Linked DNA regions of Mus musculus: regions 1, 2, 3 and 4 are each linked to region 5. Evidence: chromatin contacts called from public HiCAR-type and HiChIP or PLAC-seq data. All regions are on one chromosome and are shown on one strand. The core of a region is the stretch at or near the end of the contact, and the rest is flanking DNA. Distances in the headings are between cores, read along the strand shown. Region 1 has its middle 9.2 kb from the start of Gm31545. Region 2 has its middle 96 kb from the start of Zfp330. Region 3 has its middle 29 kb from the start of Zfp330. Region 4 holds the start of Rnf150 (ring finger protein 150). Region 5 holds the start of Il15 (interleukin 15).

The links. HiCAR-type assays count read pairs that join an accessible place to other places. HiChIP or PLAC-seq counts read pairs in DNA pulled down with a chosen protein or histone mark.
Region 1: a contact with region 5 is called in an H3K4me3 HiChIP or PLAC-seq map of bone marrow-derived macrophages, with 4 times the contacts expected there. The contact joins the enhancer-like site here to the promoter of Il15 in region 5. A contact is called at or near these places in 9 of 39 promoter capture datasets (the 3T3-L1 cell line, the C10 cell line, the HPC-7 cell line and 5 more), 1 of 484 Hi-C or Micro-C datasets (uterus), 4 of 115 datasets of contacts at active chromatin or transcription factors (the NIH/3T3 cell line, bone marrow-derived dendritic cells, bone marrow-derived macrophages and 1 more) and 4 of 9 other capture datasets (adipose tissue, embryonic stem cells, liver and 1 more).
Region 2: a contact with region 5 is called in a FOXA1 HiChIP or PLAC-seq map of pancreatic cancer cells. The contact joins the enhancer-like site here to the promoter of Il15 in region 5. A contact is called at or near these places in 16 of 39 promoter capture datasets (the 3T3-L1 cell line, 3T3-L1-derived adipocytes, the C10 cell line and 11 more), 1 of 15 datasets of contacts at CTCF or cohesin (the NIH/3T3 cell line), 6 of 484 Hi-C or Micro-C datasets (liver and uterus), 7 of 115 datasets of contacts at active chromatin or transcription factors (bone marrow-derived dendritic cells, bone marrow-derived macrophages, embryonic stem cells and 3 more) and 4 of 9 other capture datasets (adipose tissue, embryonic stem cells, liver and 1 more).
Region 3: a contact with region 5 is called in a HiCAR-type map of embryonic stem cells, with 6 times the contacts expected there. The contact joins the enhancer-like site here to the promoter of Il15 in region 5. A contact is called at or near these places in 1 of 39 promoter capture datasets (embryonic stem cells), 1 of 15 datasets of contacts at CTCF or cohesin (large pre-B cells), 2 of 484 Hi-C or Micro-C datasets (bone marrow-derived macrophages and epidermal suprabasal cells), 8 of 115 datasets of contacts at active chromatin or transcription factors (the NIH/3T3 cell line, bone marrow-derived dendritic cells, bone marrow-derived macrophages and 3 more) and 4 of 9 other capture datasets (adipose tissue, embryonic stem cells, liver and 1 more).
Region 4: a contact with region 5 is called in an H3K27ac HiChIP or PLAC-seq map of bone marrow-derived dendritic cells, with 2.9 times the contacts expected there. The contact joins the promoter of Rnf150 here to the promoter of Il15 in region 5. A contact is called at or near these places in 2 of 39 promoter capture datasets (embryonic stem cells and trophoblast stem cells), 3 of 115 datasets of contacts at active chromatin or transcription factors (bone marrow-derived dendritic cells, bone marrow-derived macrophages and large pre-B cells) and 2 of 9 other capture datasets (embryonic stem cells and liver).

What each region holds. Positions count from the first base shown.
Region 1 is chr8:82,845,351-82,848,050 of GRCm38.p6, forward strand. No RefSeq gene overlaps it. Among named protein-coding and RNA genes, the nearest start is that of Gm31545, 9.2 kb to the left of the region's middle. Within about 2 kb of position 1,276, at least 31 of the 459 cell types and tissues checked have an H3K27ac peak or open chromatin away from gene starts, as enhancers often do. A contact at or near this core is called in the HPC-7 cell line, bone marrow-derived macrophages, pancreatic islet and 1 more, where this site is marked.
Region 2 is chr8:82,676,522-82,679,221 of GRCm38.p6, forward strand. No RefSeq gene overlaps it. Among named protein-coding and RNA genes, the nearest start is that of Zfp330, 96 kb to the right of the region's middle. Within about 2 kb of position 1,425, at least 5 of the 459 cell types and tissues checked have an H3K27ac peak or open chromatin away from gene starts, as enhancers often do. A contact at or near this core is called in pancreatic cancer cells, where this site is marked.
Region 3 is chr8:82,743,394-82,746,093 of GRCm38.p6, forward strand. No RefSeq gene overlaps it. Among named protein-coding and RNA genes, the nearest start is that of Zfp330, 29 kb to the right of the region's middle. Within about 2 kb of position 1,343, at least 5 of the 459 cell types and tissues checked have an H3K27ac peak or open chromatin away from gene starts, as enhancers often do. A contact at or near this core is called in embryonic stem cells, where this site is marked.
Region 4 is chr8:82,861,922-82,864,621 of GRCm38.p6, forward strand. Rnf150 (ring finger protein 150) reads left to right here and starts at 1,435. Exons shown (of 7, transcript NM_177378.4): 1 at 1,435-2,569. The coding sequence starts at 2,089.
Region 5 is chr8:82,401,196-82,403,895 of GRCm38.p6, forward strand. It overlaps Il15 (interleukin 15), which reads right to left and starts at 1,391. Exons shown (of 8, transcript NM_001254747.1): 1 at 1,105-1,391.

The sequences.
Region 1 (2,700 bases), core at 26-2,525, 440 kb after region 5:
CTCAGCCAACCTTAGGACTGCCTACCCTGCACTTCTTCCTGTCTGAGAGGCTAAGTCCATTGCTTTTGAATATAGTCTTACCCAGAATCTTGCCAGTTGCTGCTGTATCTTTACCATCAACACAAGGTGCTGCCACAGTCTGAGACTTCCATGCTTGGGAATGCTTGGACTTTTGAGTTGAGTCTTTCTTCTTGTTTAGCTTCTTTGGGTCTGTGGAATGTACATGGTACCTGTATTTTATGGCTAATAACCACTTCTAAGCGAGTACATACCATACAGGTCTTTTTGGGACTGGGTTACCTCACTTAGGATGATATTCTCAAGTTCAATCCCTTTTTCTGAAAAATTCACAATGTTTTGGTTTTTAATAGCTGAATTGTATTTCATTGTGTAAATGTACCACATTTACTTTATCCATTCTCCAGTGGAGGGACATCTAGGTTGTTTTCAATTTCTGACTATTATGAATAAAGCTGCTGTGAACATAGTTGAATAAGTATCTTTGTGGGATGTTGAGTCACCTTTTGGCTTATATGTCCAGGAGTGGTATAGCTGGGTCTTGAGGTAGAACTATTCCCAGTTTTCTGAGAAAATGCCAAATTGATTTCTAAAGTGTTAGTACAAGTTTTGTCAGCCACTAGCAATGGTGGAGTGTTCCCCTTGCTCCACATCCTTGCCAACATGTGCTGTCACTTACATGAGTTTTTTGGTTTTTTTTGTTTTTTTTTTATCTTAGCCACTCTGATGGGTGTAAGATGGAATCTTAAGGTTGTTTTGATTTACATTTTCCCAATCTTTCTTTTAGTTGTCTACAGAAAAATTTAAATATAATGCACGCTGTTCTAGACTAGCAGGAACTTAGAGAGCAGATAGATCTTACAAAAGGGAAGTCTTTGGTTAAATGTCTGAGTCTGGTGAAGGCTGATATGACTCAGCAATTACCTTAGTGGCAGGCCCACACTCTCAGCCTGCCCTTAATCTTTACTGGCTGAATTAAATGATCATTTGGAGCTTACAGTGTTGACGAATGCTGGCTGCACTCTTTTGATCACCTTTGCTTCTGTCCATGCTTCCACCCTTTATAACTTACTGAAAACTCACCTGGTCATGACAAACTATGTGAAATCCAGCTGTTGGTTTGTGACCCCTTTGAGTTCCAGTCTGTGGCCTGAATTTTAAGCAAACTTGCTCAATTTTTAGACATGGTATAGGAGGGCCTGCTCTGTCTCCAAATACAGACCAGGACAGCAGCTGGGCATTTGTGCTCCCCATCTCTATGTGAACCAAGTTCCCTGACTCTTCTCAGCCACATTAGCCTGAATGCTGTCATTAGTCAGTAAACAATGGGAATTGTTTATCTTAACATCTGTGCTAATACATAATACGATGCTACACAGGCAAGGTACAGAACAGAATGATCTCTGTTTTTATTTCAGACTTCTTGGGAGTTCCTTTTCAGATTTATAAAAGCCACATCTTCTGCCCAGAGTAGGAGTGTCTGGCCACTTATGTGACAATAACGTAAGTTGGAATTTGGCCAAAGAACCAATAGCATTATCAGCCAGACACAGTCTTTCATCTTTTTGTCAGCTGTTAAGCAGAGATGTGAAAGGGTTCACATATGCCTTCCACATTGTTGAAATGACTCACAGGCCCACAGTGTGGGGTAGAGCTAGAACCTTTCAGACTCATAGCAAACAACATGGCAGGTACAATGATGATCTGTCCCGCAAGAGAAATCGAGGCACAGAGAAACTAAAGCCAAGGTCTGATGTTTGTGTCTCCCTAACAACAGACTCTCCTCTTTCCCCCACACATCACACAGTCAGTTTGAACCTGGAGCACACCTTCCCCATTAATCACCACTGCATTAATTAACTGTGCCTGATCATTTACCATGTACAAATTAGGATTAAAAGGCAAATAACACATTGTCTCTATGGCATCTCACAAGTGGAGAAATAGATGCTGAAGAGCCTTCCTTCCCCTGAACTATTCTAGAGCCACCTGCCCCCACTGCCCTCTTCCTCGTTAGCTATTATTGCTTGATTTTAGCCTACAAGGGCTATGTCAAGTACAGCCATCTTGTCTGCCTTAAACAACAGGGCTTTGCTTTCTCACAAGTGCACAATCTAGATGTGTGCTGGCTTCATTCCTTCTGAGGCTGCTCATCTGAGCTTGTGAATCGCAGCTGCTCAGGGTCTTCACATGACTATGTCCAAGCTTCTTTTATAATGGAGATGTTGTTCATACTTAAGGGCATACCTGACGCCCTCATTTTAATTTTAACTACCTCTTAATGATGCAATCTGCTATACTCACATTCTGAGATACCAGTGAGGACTTCAGTATATAATGGTGGGTGGAGGGGTTACAACTCAGCTCATAATACTATAGTAATATCTCTCCACCAATATCTCCATAAAGTGCTAAACTTCTGCAATGACTGCATACCCCCCTTCACCCAACACACACAGACACACAGAAAGACTTTAAAACCTTTCCCAGCCTGAGTCAGGAAAAGAACATAATTGTGCATGGTGTAAACCAGGCATACAACTAAGAGGTAAATGTTTCCTGGGGATAAACAGCCTTTGGGCTCCTCAGAATGGCCCTCTTTAGCTGTTTGCATAGGCTAATGTACATTTGTCTTATCAAAAATGTTATATAGGTTTAAAGCATAAGGGAAATTTACTCACC
Region 2 (2,700 bases), core at 175-2,674, 280 kb after region 5:
GTGGTTCCTCAGAAAATTGGACATAGTACTACCAGAGGATCCCGCAATACCTCTCCTGGGCATCCAGAAGATGTCCCAACCGGTAAGAAGAACACATGCTCCACTATGTTCATAGCAGCCTTGTTTATAATAGCCAGAAGCTGAAAAGAACCCAGATGCCCCTCAACAGAGGAATGGATACAGAAAATGTGGTACATTTACACAATGGAATACTACTCAGCTATTAAAAAAATGAATTTATGAAATTCTTAGGCAAATGGATGGACCTGGAGGGTATCATCCTGAGTGAGGTAACCCAATCACAAAGGAACCCGCACAATATGTACTCACTGATAAGTGGATATTAGTCCAAAAACTTAGGATACCCAAGATATAAGATACAACTTGCCAAACGCATGAAATTCAAGATGAATGAAAACCAAAGTGTGGACACTTTGCCCTTTCTTAGAAATGGGAACAAAACACCCATGGAAAGAGTTACAGAGACAAAATTTGGAGCTGTGACAAAAGGATGAACCATCTAGTGATTGCCATATCCAGGGATCCATCCCATAATCAGCTTCCAAATGCTGACACCATTGCATACACTAGCAAGATTTTGCTGAAAGGACCCAGATATAGCTCTCTCTTGTGAGACTATGCCGGGGCCTAGCAAACACAGAAGTGGATGATCACAGTCAGCTATTGGACAGGTCACACGGCCCCCAATGGAGGAGCTAGAGAAATTACCCAAGGAGCTAAAGGGAACTGCAACCCTATAGGTGGAACAACAATATGAACTAACCAGTACCCTGGAGCTCTTGTCTCTAGCTGCATATGTATCAAAAGATGGCCTAGTCAGCCATCACTGCAAAAGAGGCCCATTGGACTTGCAAACTTTATATGCCCCAGTACAGGGGAACGCCAGGGCCAAAAAGGGGGAGTGGGTGGGTAGGGGATGGGGGGGTGGGGATGGGGGACCTTTGGGATAGCATTGAAAATGTAAACGAGGAAAATACCTAATAAAAATAAAGAACCATCATTAAAAATAAAGTTTGAAAAAATTAAAGTTACAATCCCTTGACCTTCATCTTCCGGCCCATGGCTCTTGATGCTTTTCCCAGGAGGCCTGTGTAGACTTTCAGGAACATCCAGTGTAGACTTTCCTCCCCATCAATCCCCTGCCAGTCTGGCCCACCTGGGGTATAAGCAACAGAGGTGAGCTGTGTGCTGCCTCTTGACAACCATCATCTGGCCCATGGTTCTCCCTGCCTTCCCAAGAAGTCTTGCGGGGCCCCAAGAACATCCAACTTAGAGAAAAACAAACTAAAGAACTAAGAATGTATTTTGACTCATAGTCTCAGATGGTCACGGGGATTCCTGTGGGTGGGAAAAGAAGCATAGCAGAAGAAACATGCTCACCTCAAGGACACCAGGAAGGGGTGGGGCTGCACAATACACACACTTGTCTGAACGCAAGCAAATGGAGTTTAATAATAGCAGAGATGGCTGCTCTCCAAGCTCAGTGCAAGCTGCAGTGCATTATGGAATGATTCAGCCTCACAGAGACAAAGAATCACCCACATAATTGAATAAATGCATATTACATAGTAAAGTGTCTTATCAAAGCCTGAACATGTTATATCACAAAAGATTTGTGCAATTTGCTAAGAATAAGCAGATTTAGTGAAGATGGATCTTTCATTTGACTTTTATTGACAATCAAGTAAGTTGAACATGTTCTAGTTTTATGATCAAATACAGGTTTGCTCCAGCATTATAAAAGAACAAAATGCTTTTGCCTATTGACCTGTAAGAGAGGTATAAAGAACCAAACAGGCTAGAACACAAATGAAAAGAAAATCCACACAGACAAGAATCCAACCCAGATACCACTGAAGAATTGTCTCTAGACCATACCAAAATGTACCAACAGTCTTACAGTTAACAGGTCCCTACCAATCTCAATATGGTGCCCTTCTAATCTAAAGGTTAGATTCAAGTAGTACTCATTGAGCTGACCAAACTTCAGACTCTGGGCTTTGGTGCTTTCCATCAGCTCTTGTAAGGCTTGTAAGTGGGTAATTTATCACTTGCAAATGAAGAAGGCTGTCTTCCAGGAAAGAAGAATGCAGATAATACAGGGCCTGACCTGTAGCACTATGCCCAAACATCATTGTTCAATGTTTGAACCTTTCCTCTCAACTCCAAAGTTCTGCATAAGGGGCTAGAGAGAGGGCTCACTGGGTAAAGGCACTTGCCAGAGTTTGATCCTTAGAACATAAGTGACGGGAAGAAGGAACTAGCTCCTGTAAGTTGTCCTCTGACCTCCACCAGTGCACAGTGCTACACCCACACATAGAATAAACACATGAGAAAAAAATCAATAAATTCTTAATAAAAGATTGGTCAAGGGACAGTGGCTTATGTTTATGTAAATTCACCAATTACTTACTAAGCTCTCAGTGTATGCCATGCTATGGGGCTCTGGGGACTAAAGAAATAGCTTAAGCATAACAGATGTGACATTATTCATCAGCACATATTATAAATATGGTTGGCTTGAATCAATATAACCACACTGGCAGGCAGCCCAGTAACTCCCTCTGGAGAATTCTCTTTTACTCATCCTAAACTATACAAACAACCCAGAGACTCACCTATTTAAACAAGACATTTATCCTACGTATTAAGTGTCTTGCAGGGAGAAATACTGGACTA
Region 3 (2,700 bases), core at 93-2,592, 340 kb after region 5:
TGTGTGTGTGTGTGTGTGTGTGTGTGTGAAAGATCACCATGGTCTCTTCTGTAAAGTCCAAAATACACTTCACATGAAAAATTCTATAAGAGCTGGGCATTTTGGTACAAAACTGTAATCCCATAATCCAAGAAGATGACAGGGCAAAGACAGGAAGAATTCAAGTTGTATACCAACCCAGGCTAGAAAATAACGCAAATTAAAAATCAATCAATATAGCTGGGGGTGGGGGCGTGGGGGGTACATGCCTTTAATCCCAGGAGGCAGAGGTAGGCAAATTCCTGTGAGTTTAAGGCCAGCCTGGTCTACTGAGTTCCAGGAGAGCCAGGGTTCCCCAGAGAAACCCTGCCTGAGAAAACAAAAGCAAATCAATCAATATATTTTAATGTAAATATTCACCAAGAACTCCATGGTGAAAATGTTTCCTAGTTTGCTGAAGAAAAATCAGTAGCAGGGTTTTGAAAAAGAATGGGTCTTTTCACCACCTCCAGAGTGATGGGATTACACTGTTCTAGTTTGTGTCTCTTTTGCTGACCAAAAGCAACTCAGGGGAGGGAAGAATTTCTCTGCCTTATGCTTACCACTACCACAGAAAGTCAATGCAGGAGCCCAATGTAGAAGCCTAGAGACAGGAACTGAAGTAGAGACTACACCTCAGAGGAGTGATGTCTGCTGGCATGCTTCCCTGCAGTTACACAGCCCTGGACCGCCTGTCCAGGGGTGACACCTCCTACATCAATCATCAATCAAGACAACGCCCACAGGCCAATCTGATGGAGGCAATTCCTCAATTGAATCACCCTTTTCCCAAGTGTCTTTAGTCTGTGTCAAGGTGGCAAAAACTAACCAGCAGAACCACCATTGGTGGCACATTTTTAAACCAAGACTATTATTGTAACAACGTTTATTGGTTTAGAAATAGAGGCACACTGTGTTGTAAATTGAATTTTGCCAAACATCTTTTATATGGTAGACTCAAAATGACAAAATGGCACCTGTAAAAGTGTGAAGAAGCGTACACAATTTAGAAAAAAACAAACAAACTAGTTTGTATTAAAATGCATCTGAGCTGTGTTATCCACTACAGGTGCAACGGCATAGCAGCAAAAAGATTTACTCTTCATTGGCAAGGAACAACAGGGCAAAATATATGAAGTGACAGTTTTCAAGATGGGAAGTAATAAGGGGGAACACTGATCCCTAAGAATTAAGCAATAAATAAGGGGACTCATACAATTATCCCAACCCAGAGCCTTTGCTTTAATGAACTATGCTGGCCACAGTAGAGTACAGCAACGGTGAATCTATGTGGAGCACGAGTGCCACCTTGAGGTGGGAGAAAGAAGTGAATCACCAGGAGACATCCAGCTAGTATCTCAAAGTGTAAAACAAAAGGTATGGCGCCATTTCAAGATCAGGAGGGATCAACTGGGGAAAGAATTTAGTGGAAGGGTCTTACATTGTGCCAGAAGTGGTAACGTAAGACTTCAGGAGCTATGAGATGTGAACCGCGTATGCTACAAGCAAATACGGAGGCAAGGCAACCCACCATAGCCATAGCCAGTAAAAGATAGAAAATAGAACCTTAAAAATTGCAATTAACTAAAAACATCAAAAAAAGAGAACACAACAAAGCATAGGAGAGATGGGATAAGTTGAAAAGTAGAGTCAGATAATAAATATAAATCTAACTACATGATGGTTATATCAAAGGTAATTGATTTAAACACCCCAAGTAAAAGATAGGTATTTTTCAGAGCAAATAAAAACATATGGCCCAGGAAAGGAGAGATGACTCAGTTGGTAAAAATATTTGTCCCTGTTTATAGAGGACCAGAGTTTGTTCCCCTGTACTCACACTGAGCGTGCAACTCCAAACCACCCATAACTGAGTTCCAAGGAATCCGACATCCGGTTCTGACATCTGCAGGCACCCATACACATATATACCTATTGAAATGCAAACACACACACACACACACCATAAAAATGTTTAAAATGTAACATCCAACTATCATACTGCATTCAAGAAGCTCACTTTTAATATGTACGTACAGCAAGCTAAACATAAAAGATTGGGGCTAGAGAATTAAATAGGTAGGCATGAGGTTGTGGTTCAGTCCTGAACACTGAAAAGAAAAAGTAAAAAATTTTCAAATGACAATAAACTACATTAAACTAATAAATGGGAAGTGGGATTGTTTATTTCAAATCAGAGAATATTACTAAGATGAAAGACTTTGTTTTATAATCATTAAGGATTCAATTAACTATAATACAACAATATTAGTGGCTGAAATTTTTTAAAACATATACCAGTGTTAAGGAGAAAACAAGCAGGGCCTTGATATGTAAAATGATTGGTTTTGAAATGTGGCTGGACAGGTTGTTGTTGTCGTCGTTGTCATTGTCGTCATTGTTGTTGTTGTTGTTTTATATCACCCATCTTTCTACTCTAAAGAGTGGAAGGTAGAGGCTCGCAGAGGCTTTACTTGTCATAAGCATAAAACTGAAGGAAAGTCTGGGGAGTAACTATTGTGGTGACTTTGTGGCTATACACTTGTCAATGTTTATCAACCTGAACACTAAATACCTTATAATTCAAAACGAAGAACAGAAATAACGTCAAAGCACAGTGAAGTCTCAGAGTAGCTATTGAGCTGTGAGGTACCTAAAGTTTAAAAGAAAAAAAAAATGAGA
Region 4 (2,700 bases), core at 185-2,684, 460 kb after region 5:
CCCCCCAGATTATTTTTGCAGCTCCTTAAGTGCCCTCCTTGCTTCTATCCTTCCTCCAGTACTGTCAGAATAAAACTTTGATGTTCTCATATAACACCACATTTTTCTGTCCAGACATCTCCCAGGAATCTTCCTCTCACCCAGATTAAACTGCAAGGCCACTTAGAATCTTCCCACCATTAATCCCATCTCATTCTTTCCATCGCTCATCTCTCTCCACCCCTGATGAGCTCACTATGGCTTCTGAACACATCAAACACCAACCTGTCTGATCTATTGTACCTACAACTCCTTCCTATTACCAACAACTGGTCCCCTAATAATCATTCAAGTCCTTCGTCCTTTGAGGATTATATTTAGACATAGGATATATCCAGAATCCATCTTCTGTTTTGTGATGTCCAGACCTAGGATGTGTATATTGTGACAAAAACTGCTGGGCTTCTCAGTGCTTCTCGAGAGGCACAGGAAAGAGAACCAGGTGGAAGATATAATGTAAATCATTAAGCACTACCATATTTGTGTATGTATAAATAAGTAGACATTTTATATTACTGGTTTCTGAAACTACAGAAACCATTAATGAGGAAGTGTAACAACCAACCAGATATCTAATTGTTAAAGAATTCTGCTATTAGAACACGACTCTAGGAAACTGTTCTCCACTGGTTTCTTTTAATCTCTGTCACAACTGGAAAACACAGCTTAAAATGGTAACGAACACACACACACACACACACACACACACACACACACACACATACCACCTACTGACGCTGTGAATCCTCTAAGGCAGGGCTATTAGAGTGGGAATGGAGGCAAAATGTCTCAATCTTAAAGTATGAGGAGAGGTCCATTTTCTAAGAAAACTAACGCCATGCCATGAGCTGGCTTCCAGAGCAGAGGAAAAGAAGTCACTTTTACCCACACCACAGACTGGTCCTTAGACCAGCAGAGTGTGCATCACCAAGGACCCCACCCCTGACTTAATAAATGTGAAATTCTCCTGAATTCATGCTGATCAGTCCTGGTTTAAAACTGGAATTCTGACAGCCACTGTCCTAAATATTCAGGTCTGGGGGGGCGGGGGGGAGGGGCCTCATGACCAATCAGTGCTGGGATAAATACCAGAGAACTCTCTGCACATCTTCCAGCAAACGGAAATGCTGTTCCAGAGAGGTTCCTACACTTTGCTGTATTTAAGACTCCCTCAATTAATTGTTCCCAATTCAAAGGCCTGAAGGTCCTTTTTACCTTTTGCCCGCAACTGTCGAAGCCTGAATTTGAGGCCCAGCAGAGGTCGCTGACGCCCAGGAAGAGAGACAGAGTGAGCGTTGCAAGGGGAGCCCAGGAGCTTTGACATCATACTAAGCTCCTCCTTGCACGCGCACATCACACACACACACACACACACACACACACACACACACACACACACACACACACACACACACACAAATACAGACACACACAAAACGCTGTATCCCTCTCCTCACGCTCTCCCCCATCCCATCTGCCCCGTACCTCCCCCTCCCTCGGCAAGTGAGTGTCCCGGGCGTAGCCACCTAGTCTGGCCAGAAGCGCAGCGCCTACTGCCCATGGGAACCCACGCATAACAGGAGCGACCTCCGCGTCTGCAGCGGGACCGATAGTCCCAGCACCGAGGATCTCCAGCACCCCACCCCCGCCCCGCTCGGCCGCGACAAGCAGAGCCGCCACCCCTTCCAAACCCGAGGACCCCGCCACCTCTATGAGAGAAGGCGACACGGGGCAAAGGAACAGGACGCCTGGCAGCCGGACTCCCCCGCAAGTGCGCGGCGCCCGCTCCGCGACCGCGCCGCGATCACCCGGGAAGCCCGATGCCAGCGCCGCGCTTCGGCTGAGAGGGGACAGGGCGGGTTTCTCCCGCTCGTCCCGGATCCGGTCTCCGCAGCGTCTGCGCGTCCCAGCCGGAGCTCCGCCGGCCAGGGAGTGAGTCGCAGCGACAGGAGAACCAGAGTGGCTGCCCGGGGTTGGCCGGGGCAGGGAAAGGAGGGACGGAGCGGGGGGAGGGCGCAGGGGGCGGGGAGGGGACCCCGGAGGAGAGAGATGACAATGTCTCTCATCCAAGCGTGCCGCAGTCTGGCTCTCTCAACATGGCTGCTTTCCTTTTGTTTCGTGCATCTGCTCTGCCTGGACTTCACCGTGGCGGAGAAGGAGGAATGGTACACCGCCTTCGTGAACATCACCTATTTGGAGCCCGAGCCCGGGGCCGCGGTGGCGGGCAGCGGTGGCGGCGCGGAGCTGCACACGGAGAAGAGCGAGTGCGGGCGATACGGGGAGCACTCGCCCAAGCAGGACGCGCGCGGCGAGGTGGTCATGGCCAGCTCGGCCCAAGACCGCCTGGCTTGCGACCCCAACACCAAGTTCGCCGCGCCGGCCCACGGCAAGCACTGGATAGCCCTCATCCCCAAGGGCAACTGCACGTACAGGGATAAGATCCGGAACGCGTTCCTGCAGAACGCCTCCGCTGTGGTCATCTTTAACGTGGGCTCCAACACAAACGAGACCATCACCATGCCCCACGCAGGTGAGCAACCCGGGGGGTGCCTGGCGGACGTGGGGGAGGGGAGCCCGAGAAGCGTCTAGGGAGATCTAGCACCGCCTCCGGGGCACCTCTGGCTGAGAAGTCCGTGCAGCACCAGAGACCAGTCTCTTATG
Region 5 (2,700 bases), core at 141-2,640:
GTAATATCTAAACTACTAGAAACCTGTCAGGGATCTGAACTAGGGAAAACCTGACCCCCTATCATGTTGCAAAACAGATCACAAGGCAAGAGGAGCCATTAGAGTGAGAATGGGACTGCAAACTCCCAGAAGGGAAAAGGGGAAGCATAAAGATCAGAGGAGAAGCAGACACATTTATAACAAGCCTGAAGCAATTTCTGACCCTTCCACATTTTAAGTAAAACTCCGGAGTTTGTTGTTGTTGTTGTTGTTGTTTTTTTATTCTAAAAGCCTAAAATAACTATAGTTTTGTCTCTACTCCTTTATTAATATTGATGTTCCCTCTTGAGTCGCTTCTTTCTTATCAATCCCTCTAAACTTCCTTTAAGAAATCCTTTAAATTTTAGTGAGCATTCAATGTTGATAAGGATCTAACTTGAGGCAGCAATCGTAGTAATCTGTTTATTTACCGGCTCAGACTGGAGAGTCCTGGCAGGTCAATGGGGCCTCCCTGGCGCCACCAATGAGAGTATCAGAAATCAATTTAAAATCACCAGTGGAAAGTAGCTGCTGCCAATCACCTCATTTCCATTTCAGCTTCTGCGGGACTCTGTCTCTGGTTCTGTCTGAAACCTGTCAGGACGCTGCCTGGTTCTGTCTGGAACCTGGATCATTAACATTGTTTGGGCATTAACATAATATTAAATGCAGGGGGGAGGGGCTATAGACATTCTTTTGAGCTTCCCTTTCTTGCAACTTTGCACTCTCCAACCCACTTGAAAAAGTTAGCTGGGTTTTCATCTAAAGCCCGCTTGAGTGAGGATTTTATTTCAGGACAATCTTCCCCGTTGCTTCCCTTCAATCTGGTATTTCATACAGACAACTGCTTTGATTAAGCCTTGAGCTAAGCTGTTGCTAATACAGACCCAGACCTATGGCCATTCCTGCACATTTATTTCCCTAGAAAACGCATCTTCAACAAGGAAAAGGTGAGTAATTTTTGCAAAGGGAGAGAGGAGAGAGAGAGAGAAAGAAAGAAAGAAAGTCCATAGCAGCCATCCATTCGCCGGGGCCAGAAGTTTGAAAGAATGTGGCAAGCAGAGCCGAGTTAGTACCTTTCCTGACCTCTCTGAGCTGTTAGATGTGGAACTCAGCCTTCCAAACACAGCAGGATCCCGTCTTCGTCCAACTCTGCAACTGGGCGGGGGCAGTCCTGCCCTGGCAAGGTCCCTGCAGCGCGTAAGGAGATGCACTGCAAGTCTTTTGGGCGCAGAGAATTGGGAGAGACTTGCAGGAGGACCTGCAAGCTGCCCTACTCTGCAAGGGGGAGGATGAAGAAGAGAACTCTGGGGAAGAGTGGCTGGACAGAAGGGGAATACAGTGCCACTGAGTATTGAAGTCTTGGTCAAGAAAGAGGGCGGGGCGGCCTGGCCGGCAGCTGGAGGGGAAAAGGGTGCCTGAGCAGAGCCAGAGCTGGGAGGGGCCCGGGGCGTAGGCTTTCGGAAAAAAAAAAAATTCCATTGTTGATCCACCACCACCAGCACTACCACCTCCCATTCTGTACCTCCATCGGGTTCTGGTTGAAGGGTGCAGGATGCAGGGCAGCAGCCAGCGGGAGCAATCAAGGCACAAGGAGCGAATCAGCTGGGGTTTCCCCGGTTTCCCCCAGTGCTTTCCAGCCGGGGAGTCCCAACCCCAGCTAACAGAAAAGTGAAAGAGAAAGAGCCCAAGCTGAGGCGGAGATCAACACCCTGGGGAGGTTGCGGGAGGAACACATGGTCCCGGCCACCTTACCAGGTGCCCACATGATTCTGCCACTGCCAGGTCCCCAGGGCGCAGAACCTGAAGGGCAACTGAGAGCAGAGAGCAGTCTCCTCCCCCTGGGCAGTTGGCCACAGCCTCTGTGTGTCCTGGAATGCCTTTGCCTCTGTGAAGTTTCAAGGAGTTGGCCTGAGTTCACAGGTTGCTTGCATCTACAGCAACTGGCCTTGCAGGGAGGCAGTTTGGCTTCCCCATAGAAGCCCGGAGGAGATCTGGACAGAGACTGTACCGGGAGGAAACGGAAAAGGACCTTGGGTCTGGAATGGGCGGTCCTCCAAAACAACCCTTGACCTGCTGCAGAGTCTGGAAGAGGGAAGTTTCTTTCTGAACTCTTGCTAGGAGGGGCCTGTTTGGGAACAGTAAACTTCCACTAAATTGACCCCTCTTGGGTCATTTTTCCAACCTAATTTGTAGCTGAATGTAAAACATTGCACATGTCTTTTGATGGGAAACAAGGCGTGGGTAAGGCAGCATCTTTAAGTTGGAAATTAGGAGTGATTATAGTGAGGAGGAGTTAACCATGTCAACTGTGTGTCTATTCCAGACAGTCCGAGAGCCCGGGGTCCCAGCTTTGGCATTCAGATGAATCATTGAAAAGACTCAGTGGCTTGCGGTTCCCAAAGCTTTTGAGAAAGCCAGGAGAAAACGATGAGGCCCTTGGCACCTAGTTAAACACAACTATGTTCTGTGTTTTTGTGTATTACATTAAAAAATGGTAAAAACTAGAATATTTGAACGACTAATTATTAACTGTGTGTGGCATTCCACATAAAATCATTGTAATGGGAAGTTTGTTCTCACACACTTATCTTGTATCCCTTCAAGGTTTATATTTGAAACAATAATGCATGTTTTGGTAACAATCACACCAAAATTTACTTATAATAAAAATCGTGAAAA